2 separate regions of the Mus musculus genome follow, and region 2 is linked to region 1. The links are chromatin contacts, called in public HiChIP or PLAC-seq maps. All regions are on one chromosome and are shown on one strand. The core of a region is the stretch at or near the end of the contact, and the rest is flanking DNA. Distances in the headings are between cores, read along the strand shown. Region 1 has its middle 26 kb from the start of Gm33720. Region 2 has its middle 17 kb from the start of Dgat2.

Region 1 (4,172 bases), core at 797-3,296:
TGTGTGTGTGTGTGTGTGTGTTAGCAGCTCCTTTCCATCCACTTTACTTCAGCATCACTCTGTGAATGCTGTGTTGGAGCCCAGCAGGTCACGTGTGCAAACACAGAGTGTGAGCATGTCCGTGTGCCTTCCCCACTCTGCTCCTTGTTGCTAGGTCTGGAGGATGGAATCAGTAAGGAAGGAAGTATTTACACCACGGAAATTGGCAAATGATATAAATCAAGTTTCCCTTTTCCTTCAGGGAGATGACTGTTAAATATTTACTGGCTCACGGGTTGGCCTGGCTTCTGTCACCGTGAGTGGAAGCAGGCAGTGTTATCATGCACAATCATCTCTGTGCAGTGGTGGGGCTGATAGCAAAGGACGGAAATGAGCCTGTGGCCGGTGAGGGGACTAGGACACATGGCTTATGGCAGGAAGGCTCCAAGACAAGCCAGGAAGCTTTGAATCCACAAGACCTGGAAAAAGAGCTATGAAAGGTTATCCCTGCTCCTGAAGAATTTAGCAACTCGCAGTTCTGTACAGCATACAGATGCTGGGGTCCCCTAGGACTGCTGTGTTTCTGGACTCTTTTATTCTTTGAGGCTTCGACCAATAAACAGAGAAAGAGAGGCCATGTGGTTTTAACAGTGACATGCTTTGGTTTGTTCTCCCCTTGTGTCAAGTCTCTCTCTCTCTCTCTCTCTCTCTCTCTCTCTCTCTCTCTCTCTCTCATAATTTTGTTTGTTTGCATTTCAAATATTATCCCCTTTCCCAGTCTCCCTTCCACAAACCTCCCTCCTCACTCTCCTCCCCTTTGCCTCTAAGAGGGTGCTCCCCTATCCATCCACCCACTTTTGCCTCACCCTCTAGCATCCCCCTTCTCTGGGGCATCAAGCCTCCGCAGGACCAAGTCCCTGTCCTCTCACCAATGCCAGATGAGGCAGTCCTCTGCTACATATGTAGCAGGAGCCATGGACTGGCTCATGTGTATTCTTTGGTTGGTGGTTCAGTCTCTGGGAGCTCTGAGGAGTCCTGTGAATTGATACTGTTGTTCTTCCTATGGAACTGGAAATGCAGCATCAAAAATGGAGCAGAGGCTGAAGGCCATCCAGAGACTGCCCCACCTTGGGATCCATTCCATCCACAGACACCAAACCCCGACTCTATTGCTGATGCCAAGATGTACTTGCAGACAGGAGCCTGGTATGGTTGTCCTCTGAGAGGTTTTAGCAGCACCCGACTAAGATAGATGCAGATACTCACAGCCAACCATTGGAGTGAATCAGGGGACCGCAAGGGAAGAGTTGGGGGGAGGCTGAAGAAGCTGAAGGGAATTGCAACCCCATAGGAAGAACAACAGTATCAAGTCTCTTTTGCTGTCAGTCCTGAGCCTCTGCGTCCTGCTGAACTTCCAGTCCACGCACAGCTGTAGCTTCTGAGTGCCTACTGTGTGCTGAGTACTTCTCCTCAGGAGTACTTCCTTATAGCTGACCTCAAATGCTCAGAATCTTCTCTCCCCAGCGCTACTGCTGCTGGGACTGCAGGCGTTCACCGTGCTCAGGCTGAGGTCATCTTAGTTCTGTCTCTTCTCAGACAGTACAAGCTCCCCAAGAAGATATGACTTGCCCAAGGTCACCTAACCATCAGGTAGTGGAGCCAGAACCTGCAGCCAGGCTGTCTGCCTCCTAGGCAGGCTCTTCACCCTACCCTCTTGAACTCTCAAAGTCAAGATGGTATCTATTCAACTCTCCATCTCAGGAGTCTTAACGTGTAGGTCAGAGCTGGAAAGGACTGGATAAATGATCTAATTCTAGCTTCTCAGTACTTCATCAGACCAGCCGTCTCCCGACACACCAGCTTCAGAACACCAGCCAGTGGTCCGGAGAAGAGATGTGGACACCCCCACCCCCTTTTCTGAGGATCTCTGGTTTGGCTGGCTTGTTTATCATTGTAGGTAGGGTCAGGTTAAATAATGGCGATTTCAGTGCCGTTACTGAGAGCCAACGCTATTGCTATGGCTTTGAAACATAAACAGAAGAGAATCTATTAGTCACCAAGGAGCGTAACAAGCTTGTTGAGTAATCAGCCTGCCGGCCTTGGTACCTGCGAACCACAAGGATGATAAATGAAATACCATAGACTCTTGGGCTCTTGCAGGTGGGGGTGGGGTAGGGAGGTCACAGGCCTCTCTCAACTATTGCCTATCCCAGAGACAGGGAAACTGAGGCCAGAGAGGACACACAGGAGTTCTGGGGAGAGGGTGGAGTTTGGGTTGGAAGTCGGTGCTCGAGGATAGCAGTAGACAAGCTCATGTGCCAGGGTCCCATACGGCATCTCCATTTCCCCTCACTTGCTTTTCTCCTCCATCTGACCTTCCCCCTTCCCTCCCCTCACAGATAAGACTGCCAGAGCTTCTAGAGAGACTTGGGAACAGGGTGTGGCTTCCGGAATATCCAGCATTGGGGACCAGGGTTGTGTCCTGTCTCCCTTAAGCCAGGCTATTCACTTGCAGCTGTGTGGGTGGATCCAGAAACCATCTGGACTTTGCCAAAAGGGCAGAGGCCCCAAAGATTTCTCTAAGACCCAATGAGAAAGAGCCTCAAATCAAAGCCAGGCTTTGAATTCTGAGTACTCAAAAATCCCATAGTTGGTGTGAATCAGTTCTTTCCCCAGGCATATGGCCTCAGACCTCAGTTTTCCTTTTCTATAAAATGGGCACAGGAATGTTCCTCCATCAAGGAAAATTCTGCTGAGCACACGGCTGTCAAAGCTAGCATTTCTATACTTTTGATGTCAGAGTGCTGAGCTGAGCCACCTGCGTATGCCGTCCTTTGACTCTCACTATAAGCTTAAAGCTAGATTTCATAGTTTCAACCTAGGAACTATGGGGCTAAGGCAACCAAGGCTCAGAAAGCCAAAAGGACCTGTCCAAGACTCTCACATCCAGACTCAGCATCCACACCGAGGAGGCGATGGATCATTTTCTGTAGGCACTTCAGACAGGAGAGTAATGCACCCTGGGACAAGAATCTTTTTTTAGGGGCTGGAGAGATGGCTCTGTGGTTAAGAGCACTGTCTTCTCTTCCAGATGTCCTGAGTTCAATTCCCAGCAACCACATGGTGGCTCACAACCATCTATAATAGGATCTGATGCCTTCTTCTGATGTGTCTAAAGACAGTTACAGTGTACTCAAATAAATAACACTTTTTTAAAAAGAATCTTTTTTTTTTAATTTTGTTTTTTCAAGAGAAGGTTTTTTTTCTGTAACTTGGAACTTGATTTATAAACCAGGCTGACCTTGAACTCACTCACAGAGATCCAACTACCTCTGCCTCCAAGTGCTGAGATCAAAGATATGTGCATGCCACCGCCACCCAGCTGGGACAGGAATCTTAAATCCAGCTGTGATGGTTAATATCATTTTCTAGATAATAGGATATAGAATCAGCAAGAGCAGTGGCTATCAACCTTCCTAATGCTGTGACCTTTTAATACAGTTCCTTGTGGTGTGGTGACTCTCTTCCATAAAATTATTTTCATTGCTGCCTCATAACTGTAATTTTGCTGCTTTTACGAATAGTAAAGTAATTATCTGTGTTTTCTGGTGGTCTCAGATGACCCCTGTGAAAGGGTCGTTCAATCCCAGAGGGGTCACGACCCACAGGTTGAGAAGCACCGAGCAAGTGGAGAGCTGGCTCAGCAGGCAAAGTGCTTTCCATATAACCCAACAACCCGGGTTCCATCTGTGAACCCACATGGAAAAGCCGGATGCAGGGGCATGCTTCTGTGATCTCAGCACTCCTTACTCTGAGATGGGAGGTGAAAACAGGAAAACACCCCAGTAGCATGTCTGTCACCTAACGCGGAGCATGCAACAGAAGAAAGCCAGGAGAGACCCTGCCTCAACAGGATGGAAGGTGAGAACTGACTCCTGAGAGGTGTCCTTGGACTACCACACACACACATGGCGGCACCCATGTGTCAGTGTTCATTCAAATTTATTATCACAACCATAATAACAGCAGCTGCTATTACTACAGCTACTGCTACCACCACCACCACCACCACCACCACCACCACAAAAAAGTTAGGCTCATCCAGGAGACAAACCTCAAGGCATGTCTATGAGGGAGTTTCTAACCTGGGTTAACTGAGGTTAGGGGACCATACAGGCAGTGCCATTCCATGG
Region 2 (4,172 bases), core at 1,250-3,749, 410 kb after region 1:
ATAATCAGGAAAGGGCCAGGGCCAAGATACACCTTCCAAAAGCTAACCCCTTCCTCAAACCAGGCCCTCCCTCCACTATTCCACTTATTTCCTGGGACTGTGGAAGTAGCTCAGTTGGTAGAGTGCTTGTCTAGCATGCACAGGGCTGTGGGTTTGAACCTCCGCACCACACAATCTGAGCATACTGGCATGTACGGAGAATCACCGCACTAAAGGCGGCTACATGAGACTGCCTCAAACAAACAAAAAAGCCAATCAGCGAATCAAATCACTGTGTCAAAGGTTCCATGTCAGCTGTTCTCTGGCATTGTCCTCTTAGACCCACTTAAAGTTCTGCTTGGCCAGTTCCTAAACACCTCAACCCCGAGAAGCTGTCAGTCAAACTGTACCATTATAATCTCCCCCTGACTTGCCCAACAATGACTTACAGGCCAAAAAGCTTATAGCTTTGATGCAGCCTTGCTCAGGGCTCACCCCATTCGAAGGTTTCCATAAATATGCTACTGCAGGCAGCATCCCTCCGCAGTTCTGCCCTATTCAGTGTAAACTGCTGTAGGCTTGCTGATCTGTGATAGAGTAACCATACACACAGTGGATCAAGCTTGGGCAGGCCCAGCTTCATCTACCTTGGTCTTGAAAGTGAATCTTTCTTAAAGACTAGATACAATTTTAACAGCCTATTTGAGCATTAAAAGACTCAACAATTGAGCAGTGCTCACAATTGGAAGAGGCCCAGAAAGCCCAGTGGGGACAGCTCAACAGCAAGCTTTTGTGGACTGAACGAAGAGAAATAATATTATCAAAAATTAAGATCAGCTACAGAAGAGCATTTGCCCTTTTGGAAGGAAGCTGGGCCACAGAAAGTCCCCAGGTAGATGTTACTTGGCAGTTTCTATCGCTAACATCAACTGGATTTTGTTGTTTTCATTACATGGGAACTCAGGGCCTCGGAACCCTGTCTGCCTAACACCCCACCCCCAGTTGGTTATTTCACAAGCTTGCTCTGTGTTCCTGGAACCTCTCCCTATGGCAGCCACCTGCTGCCTTGGATCCACAGTTGGCCTTTGGTGGAAGAGAGTTCTCACTCCTCTTTAGTGGTGGGCCCCCCTCTGCTTGGTATCAGCAAAGAAGATCATAGGATGGAGAAGATCTCCTGGCCCTCCCCAGACAGGCTTTCTGTGTCTACCACTCCTACAAGGGTCTCTTAGGACCACCAAAGAATTGTGTTCCGGGAGCTGCTTCCACTCCTCCCCAGAGGCAGCGAGGTGCTGCCTGGGCCCTGGGAACAGGGTGACCTTCTATTGTCTTTCTAGGGCCTTCTAGCAGACTTTTGCTTTGCAAAGTGGTGGACCAGAGAAAGGGGTAGACTTCCTGACTATGAAAAACAACATAACACCCATGGGTCCTCGTGTGTCTGCTTGCAGTTAGAATTCTGGAGACAAGCTTGTAAATCCAAACCCCCGCCTCCCCCCTCTGGACACCAGAACTTTATGAGTAAGTGAAGATGTCTTTAGATCACTTCTTAGGAGTTTGCACAGAGGCTGTCTCCTGTTGTATACCCACGAAGGAAGACTCCCATGAAGGACACTCAGTGACACATGGGAAGCCCCAGAGGACCTGTCACATGCACTCTAAGCAGAAGTCTAAACTTTGCAGAGAGAGATTAATCTCCCTTCAAATTCAAGGCCAGCCTGGACTCCAAAGTGAGTTCAAGCCAGGCTGGACAGCTTAGTGAGATCCTGTCTGGAAAAGCCAGAAGCCCGAGGCTGCAGCTCAGCGGAAGAACGCTTGTCTAGTGTGCACTGGGTTCTAGTTCCCATCCCTAGTGCCGGAGTGAAGGAAAAGGAAAGAGGAACTGAGAGAGAAGAGAAAGGGGGGGGGGGGAGAAAAGAAAAGGACGGTGCCCCTGTAGGACCTAGGACCGTCCTAACTACAGAATTGTGAGACTGGGGTGAGGCTGCTGGGTTCAGGCACACCACTGGCATGACTCAGTTCCCCCCTCAGCCTCCTGAGCTGTGGGGTGCAGCTCCACAGAGGAGCACTCAGAACAAGATTCAGAGTTAGGCTACCTGGTACAAACCCAGCCTCACCATACCTTGTAGTGAAGTCCTAACCTGGGCAAGTGATCTCCCCTTTCTGTGGCTTGGTTATTTCTCTTTCCAGAGCGTCTATCCAACTTCAAAGAGATGGTGTGAGATTAAACAGAACCATTTAATACTCAAAAACAAAGCCTTGGCAAGTAACCATTAACAGTCCCCTGCTTCAGCAGTCTTAGTGGTCACGGTAGCAAAGGCAGCCCATCGGTTCCCCCCCCCCCCCACACACACACAGAGGTGGATGGCCTCCAGCACTAACTGCTACAGACCCTATGGGTTTTGCTTTATTTGTTGAGATCTGGTAGGCTCAGGTAATTAAGTGACTCACTTGGGAAGAGGAAGGCAGGTCTGTTTGCTTTGTGACCTCTGGCCCAGTCCCTGGCTGCTTCTGGACAATCCTGTCTGCTTATACTGTGGAGGTGAGACAGCCATCGGTCTGGGACGGTTTGACTCTGTGTTAAGGAGCAAGGGGGTGGAGTGGGGGTGGGGGTGGGGCTGAATAAAGGACCGCTTAGGAACAGTCACAGAGATGACTATTTAAAGGACAACTCACACAAATTACTATCCACAGAATGTGGACAAGCAGAGCCCCAGAGCTCGAAGCTTAGCCATTTGATCTGGTCTAGCTGGGACCAGGGTGTGTGAGGTATGTGAATAGGGTGCTGTTAATTCCAATTTACAATAGAGGGAGGAGAAGAAATTAAGGAAAGGTCACAAAACTCCTGTAGAGCTGGACCTAGCTAGTATCTGAGCTCCCAAAGCACTGTTCTTCCCAGACATTCAGAGAATCTGGTACCTGTTCCACAGATCTCCCTAGTACCTGTGCATTTCTTGGGTGGGAGCTAGCTCAGCAGAATAGGGCCCCATCACTCTGACACCAGTCAGAAAAACTCCAGGAAGAGGAGGAAAGGGGATCTTATGTTGTTACTTCCTGATTCTGTAAGCCTGTTGGGGAGGCAGAGGAGGTTTGTTGAATGACTAAATGAGAAAATTTATCTTTCATATATTCTTTAAGCTCATTGAATCTTAAATCTTTACAGCTTGCGATAACCCGTGAGTTTCCTCTGCATTCTAGGTTGAGCACCAGGCACTTTGGAAATGATCAATAAATATTCCTTCCTTCCTTCCTTCCTTCCTTCCTTCCTTCCTTCCTTCCTTTCTTCCCTCTTTTCTTTCCTTTTTTAAATTGTTGTTTATTTGGGGTTGTTGTTTTGGTTTGTTGGTTTGTTTGTTTGAGACAGGCTCTCACTATGTATCTCTGGCTGTCCTGGATGGAGCTCACTATGTAGATCAGACTGACCTTGAACTCAGAGACTTTAGGTGGTGGCTCAGTGGTTAGGAGCATCCACTGCTCTTCCAGAGGATCTGAGTTTGAGTCCCACCACCCACACAGCAGCTAACTGTCTTCAGTTCCAATTCCAGGGGATTCAATGCCTTCTTCTGAGCTGCTTGGACACAAGTCAAGCATGTGGGGAACATATAGACACGCAAGCAGAACACTCATACACATAAAATAAAATATTGCAGGAGAAAAGAGAGCAAGGATGTTGGAGGGAATGGAAAGCTAGGGTTTGGGCTTTGTGAGAGAGCAAAGGACCTGGAGGTGCTGTGGAGTGTGTACTTGAACAATGACAGGACTTACGTTTCCTGTGTTGCTGTAACTAAAAGATGAAAAAGTGGGCTGGAGAGATGGCTCGCTGGATACAGGAGCTTGCTGCCAAGCCCAACCCTGAATTCACATGGTGGAAAGAGAGCTGATGTGCTCTGATCTCCAAATGCAAACCTTGGCATGCAGCTCTCCCCCGCCCCACTCCCTCAACACTGTATGTTATAAATAACTACAATAAAAAAAATTGAAGAGGGGTCTTACCAAAATAAATACATTTCTAACTTGAAACAAGACAGTGTTGGGATGAGGGCTGTCAGGGAAGTAGGGCAAAGGTGAAGCCTGCATGACTTATATTCACCTTGGGCATAGAAGAAAACGGGGTTGGGCTATGACAATCAGTGGACTCTGCAGATACTGAGACATGCCCACCCCAACCTGGGTGAGCCTGCCCTGTGCCCAGCCCTGTT

What was found. HiChIP or PLAC-seq counts read pairs in DNA pulled down with a chosen protein or histone mark.
Region 2: an HNF4G HiChIP or PLAC-seq map of pancreatic cancer cells shows a contact between it and region 1. The contact joins two enhancer-like sites. A contact is called at or near these places in 1 of 15 datasets of contacts at CTCF or cohesin (large pre-B cells) and 1 of 115 datasets of contacts at active chromatin or transcription factors (pancreatic cancer cells).

The regions. Positions count from the first base shown.
Region 1 is chr7:98,786,870-98,791,041 of GRCm38.p6, forward strand. No RefSeq gene overlaps it. Among named protein-coding and RNA genes, the nearest start is that of Gm33720, 26 kb to the left of the region's middle. Within about 2 kb of position 2,047, at least 26 of the 459 cell types and tissues checked have an H3K27ac peak or open chromatin away from gene starts, as enhancers often do. A contact at or near this core is called in pancreatic cancer cells, where this site is marked.
Region 2 is chr7:99,197,997-99,202,168 of GRCm38.p6, forward strand. No RefSeq gene overlaps it. Among named protein-coding and RNA genes, the nearest start is that of Dgat2, 17 kb to the left of the region's middle. Within about 2 kb of position 2,500, at least 33 of the 459 cell types and tissues checked have an H3K27ac peak or open chromatin away from gene starts, as enhancers often do. A contact at or near this core is called in pancreatic cancer cells, where this site is marked.